Regions from separate parts of the Ovis aries genome. Here region 2 is linked to region 1. Evidence: chromatin contacts called from public Hi-C data. All regions are on one chromosome and are shown on one strand. The core of a region is the stretch at or near the end of the contact, and the rest is flanking DNA. Distances in the headings are between cores, read along the strand shown.

Region 1 (2,700 bases), core at 105-2,604:
ATGGCTGTTAAACTTCCTGTGGGGCAGAGGCACTTGGAGAGGGGCCTTCTCTAGCTTGTTTCCCATGAAGACCAGGTTTTCCCTCCTTCTCATCCCCCCCCCCACCCCCGCCAGTGCTCCATCACCCTCAGCCTCCCATTTGCATTTCTGATCACTGATCCATCCTGCTCTCCCTCCCCTTCTGTCTCCACAACCTTCTGCATGATCAGCTCTGATGCTGAGCTTTCCCAAAGTTTCCTTCACTTAATGGAATCAACGAAACCCCTCCTTTCTGGCCCTGAAATCGCCAAATCCACTGCTGAAACCTTATGCTCCATCCATATCCCACTCTCTTCACCTTTCTTAAGGATCACAGAGAAGAAATCCTTGGGGAAGTGGATGGGAACCTGGAGATGCTGGCTCAGGAGCCTAACGTCACTTCTCATGTATACGGCTTTGCGGGGAAGCATAGCTGGCGGCTGGTTTCCTGCAAGGGGAAAGTTGGGCTTACTGATGAGAGATCACCTGAGGGTCCCAGACGGGGGATGCACCTACCTGGGTTTCAGGCAGCAGACATATTACACTAGCTGCTGCCGCCAATAAGGAGACCCAGTGGAAGGGCCGCTCCCCTGGACGTTTGAAATGTCTTCCCTCAAATCCCCGCCAAAAACACCGCTGCCTTTGTACCGCTGTCTCTCATGATCCCTCCAATTAACGTGGGCTGCAGCTGCAGGCTGACGTTCCAGATATTCTTATATCGGCACAGGACCTGCAGGGAGGGGCGGAGACGGAGAGTGAAAAGGGCTGAGAGAAGGGTGTTTGATGGCACTGATCAGCCAGTCTATAGGCGCGGAGAAAGGGTTAGGAGGACACCCTAAATTTGGTTTGAAAGGGCAAAACTCTCTCAGTTCCTAGTTATCAATTCCAGGATCTCTGCTCCTGTGGACAGTTTTTATTTGTTCTGCACCCCACCCCCCAAAACTGACATCGGAGGGCTTATATTCTGGATTCCTGGAGTTGCTCATCTTCCAAGCCAGTATGGGAAACCCCAGCCTTAAGACATAAAGGTTTCTTCCACCTGGAGCCAGCGACCATATCCCGTTTATCAACAAAGTGACCTTCAGTCCTGGCTCTCTACCTGCTTGCCCTAAACCGCGTAGGGCACTGCCAGGAAATTCACGAGACCGAGGTCCCTGCGCTATTTGCTGACCCCTCCCTCTGCCTCTGTCTCCCCAAGCCCCGGGCGAAGCTGCTCCCCGGTGTCACCTCGAAGGCCAGCCAGGAGTAGGGGGACAGGACATCGTAGAACAGCTCGAGTGTTCGGGGCACGGACCCCATGCTGCAGACTCGTGATCGCGAAGCGAACTTGGCCCCCGGAAACCCGCGGCGCTTGCGTCCTTCCTGCAGAGCGCGGCGGCCCGCCCCCGCTCCCCACCTCCCCCGAGGACCGCCCCCGACCCGCCCGGGCCGCGCCTCCTCCCGGGGGAATCCGCCCCCGGGACAGGGTCCGGTGGGCGGTTGGTGTGTGCCGGGGTTCCCTGAGGGCACCCGCGGGGGGCGAGGGTGAGGGGGTCCCCTGGGGAGCTCTCAGGTTTGCTCACCCGCTCTGTTCGGGGGGATGGGGGGTGTGACTACCCTGCCCTGGGGAGGAGTGTGGGGTAAAGGGGCGAGGTTTGAAATGCTCGCCTCTACACTTAGCTGTGCACCTCTGGCAAGCCTGTTGACCTCTCTGAACCAGAGAAGGCTTGTTGCTGACCGGAGTTCTTGGCCTCCTTCGAACTTCTGCGTGGGAGCGTGCTCGGTCGTGTCCGATTCTTTGTAACTCCATGGACTGTAGCCTATCAGGCCTGCATGTCCGTGGGATTTCGCAGGCACGAATACTGGAGTGGGTTGCCATTTCCTACTCCAGGGGATCTTCCCCGCCCAGGGATGGAGCCGCCTCTTTGGTCTCCTGCAGTGGCAGGCGGGTTCGTGACCACTGGTGCTTTTTATGCAATAGAAATGGATCAGAGGCCTGATAGAAAATTCAGGGAAGGCGTGATTGGGTCTCCTGCTGGCGGGGTAGGGGGAGGGGGTGTTCCTGAACAAACCACAGATTCCCTTGCTCACTCCCCAAGTGTGCCCCGGCCCCCCCCCCCCGCCCCCCGCCACACCAAGCTGGCTCCTAATGTGGGGTGAAGTAGGGATGTATCCAGGGATCAGGGCGGGGGGCGGGGGGGGGGTGTAGCTTAGGTGATTTGTCCACCCTTCAGGTGGTGGTGTGTACAGGAGGCATGCTTAGTACCCAGCTCTTGGTTCCAAACCCCAGCTTTTGCTCCAGGCCCTTTAGAAGTGGCGGTTGGGTTTTTTTGGTCTCTTTGTATCTTTTGTCCAGAATTTGCCCTGTGCATACATGCAGTTATGTTTAGTCCCAGATAGTTTCTTTGTTTGGAGAAGGAAATGGCAACCCACTCCGGTACTCTTGCCTAGAGAATCCTGTGGACAGAGGAGCCTGGTTCCTTGTATTTTGTTGCTCCAGGAGAGGTGTGTCTAAGTGCAAGCAGTGCAGCATTCCAGGTCCCAGCCTGTCTCATCCTCGTCTCTGGTAAAAAGAGAACACTTAATACAATTACAGAAAATTAAAAAAATCTGGCAAAATCCAGCCAGTCGAAAAAATGACTGGGAAAAATATTTGGGTTCGTTTTCACAGTCAAAAAGCTAGTTATCCTCGTGTAGAAAGAG
Region 2 (2,700 bases), core at 134-2,633, 150 kb before region 1:
AAGCACCTAAAACGCACCACCTCCCTTCCCCCACGATGACCAAAACATGCAACAATTCAAATGATAGAAAAACCATGAATGAGTCAGCCAGATGAGATGGAGCCAAAGAAGGCTGCAGGAAGGGGAGGCCCCAGTCATGGACTGACCACCGGTCCTCAGTGGGCAATCACTCCCTTTGGAGCTACTGTCACCCCTAATGTGTGCCTCCCATCTGTCACTTTAGCCATCTCTGCTCTTGCTTTATGCCCCAGCCCCTGCAAACACTCCTCAGACAATAGTTTGTTTAGAGCAAGGATTCTTCTTTGAAGCTTTCAGAGCTTGTTCGCAAGCAGAGTGGAAACTGAAGAAACATGTATTGAATATACTGGGAGGCACTCTCCAACAGGGGCTTCCCAGGTGGCTCAGTGGTAAAGAAATCGCCTGCCAGTGGAGGAGATGAGGGTTTGATCCCTGGGTCGGGAAGATCCCTTGGAGAAGGAAATGACAACCCGCTCCAGTATTCTTGCCTGGGAAACCCCATGGACAGAGGAGCCTGGCAAACTACAGTCCGAGGGGTCGCAAAGAGTGGGACACGATTGAGCAACTAAAACAACAAAGTCTCCAACAGGGGCGAGGGCCGTTTGTCTACACCAGTAGCTCCTGTTACCACTTGCGTTCAGAAGCCCTCACCAGTTTCTCCCATCGCTCTGTAAAGTGCGCACTAATGTGCAAACTCCTTCACGCGTTTACCAAGATCTTCCCTGCCTGGGCCCACACCTGCCTTTCCCGCCTGGTTCCCAGGACGATAGTCCTGAGCCCAGCAGTCAGACTGGTCCCTTACCACTCCCAGAGGCACCTTGAGGCTCCCTGCCCTCGGGCCTTCGCTCACGCCTTGCCCAATCTCTGCCACCCAGAAAACCCAGCTCACCCAAGTCTCCTCCCTCAAGACTCACCTACCAAGCCCCCGCCCGGACTTGCTTCCAACCGACCTCGCCTTACATGATGGTCACCTAAGCCTCCCCGATGGGAACATCAAGACGTGTCTCTTTACCCTGCTTTCCCCCTCCCGGTGTCTATTACAGCGCTGGGCCCTGAAGAAAGGGAGAAGGGAGGGGACACCAGGGTGTAGATAGGCCAAAGGCCGGTTGGAGACAGGGATGGGTTTAGGGTCCAAAGGAGCACGAAGCCAAGTCGATTCCCAATCCCACCCACTAGGCGGCGCCCGCTGTCTCGTTCCGGTCAAGGCGCCTCCGGTTTTTTTGAAGTTTATAGCCTGTTTTACAAGTTTCCTTCCTGCCCTCCTGTCCCTTTAAGAAGGTGATCCAGGTGAGGCCGGGACTCCGCCCCGGGCTTTGGCCCCGCCCCCTCCCCGCCCCCGCCCGGCCGGCCGGGCTAGCCTAGTTCTCGCAACCTGGCCCCGCCGTCCGGGCCGCGGTCCCAGGTCCCGGCCCAGCGCCATGGAGCGGCGCTGGCCCCTGGGGCTCGGGCTGCTGCTGCTGCTGCTGCTGCTCTGCGCCCCGCTGCCCCCGGGGGCGCGCGCCGTGGAAGGTACAGACCCCCGCCCCCCCCCCCCCCCCCCCGCCCCCTCCTCCTCCGGGAGCCGGCATTCCAGAGAGGCCCTCTCCTCGAGGCCCCTCTCCAGTGCTCTTGTTTTGCCCGGCTGCCAGGCGATCGACTGGCCAGGCCAGTCTTTGGCCTTTAACCCCAAACAGCTGCTTTCCCGGGTCACTCACCCCATTCCGTTCTGGCCAGCAGTTTGCTCCTGGTTGGGGTGGGGGTGGAGAGTGAGTTTCTGCTGAAAGCAACCTCCCACCCCAGCAATCTTGGGGACTCTCCATTCCCAAGCACTCCCAGCCTCAGGCTCCCAACCCAGAGATCTGAACCTTCGGAAGTCGGAGGTGGAAGTCCCCTTATGCCATCTTAAGCCCGGGGACAGAGGGACCTGCAGTTGGGGGTGGGTGAGGTGCAGGGGCTCCCGGCTGCAGAGGTCAAGCCTGTCCTGTGGACACTTGCATGCTCTGTGATCCTGCTATCCCCGCTTCCCGGACTCTTGGCTGTGCCTGTACCCCACTCCACCACCTCAATTACAGGCAGGCCAGGCCCTTTGCCAAGGGGAGGCAGCTCCCCCACCCAGGATGCTGCTCCAGAGTCCCCTGTCCACATTCTACCCACCCACTCAACAATCCCCAGCAGCCAAGCTCCTCTCTTGTCCATCCGCCCCTCCATTTCTACACCTGACAGTCCCTACCGAGTGAGAGGCTGTCCAGCCTCGCTGGGACTGCTCTTCCTGCCGTTGACTTTGGCCAAAGGTTCAGCCCTCCAACCCTTGCCCCACTCTGCCTTTCTCCCTTCACACTTGGGAGGAAGACAGACTAAGCGCCGGAGCTCTTCTTCAGTCCTCCTTCCGGGGAGGTTCTCCTCCCCTAAACCTCAGGAGCTTACAGCTGTGAGGGTACAGGATGCTGAAGCTTCAGGGCTGTGGGCCCAGGAGAAGGAATGTGAGTTGCACATGTGGGGCCCCCCCAGAGATGACAGCCCCCTTTCTCTCCACCTTCAGTCACTCTAATGGATACTAGCAAGGCACAGGAAGAGCTGGGCTGGCTCCTGGATCCCCCAGAGGATGGGGTGAGTGTCAGGGGGCATCTGGGGTGGCTAAAGGCTGACGGCCACTGGGAAATGGGATGGTGAGGTGGGTGGAGGAGCGGAGAAAAGAGCTGGAAA

The links. A called contact is a pair of places that touch in the nucleus more often than the background predicts.
Region 2: a Hi-C map of liver shows a contact between it and region 1, with 3 times the contacts expected there. The contact joins the promoter of EPHA1 here to the promoter of GSTK1 in region 1. A contact is called at or near these places in 13 of 16 Hi-C or Micro-C datasets (blood, hypothalamus, liver and 7 more).

Annotation. Positions count from the first base shown.
Region 1 is chr4:107,870,930-107,873,629 of ARS-UI_Ramb_v3.0, reverse strand. It overlaps GSTK1 (glutathione S-transferase kappa 1), which reads right to left and starts at 1,354. Exons shown (of 8, transcript XM_012177297.4): 1 at 1,246-1,354; 2 at 667-748; 3 at 338-466; 4 at 1-16. The coding sequence starts at 1,317.
Region 2 is chr4:108,023,203-108,025,902 of ARS-UI_Ramb_v3.0, reverse strand. It overlaps EPHA1 (EPH receptor A1), which reads left to right and starts at 1,383. Exons shown (of 18, transcript XM_042248960.2): 1 at 1,383-1,527; 2 at 2,537-2,604. The coding sequence starts at 1,437. It overlaps LOC121819463 (a long non-coding RNA gene), which reads right to left and starts at 2,688. Exons shown (of 3, transcript XR_006059724.1): 1 at 2,228-2,688; 2 at 1,713-1,741.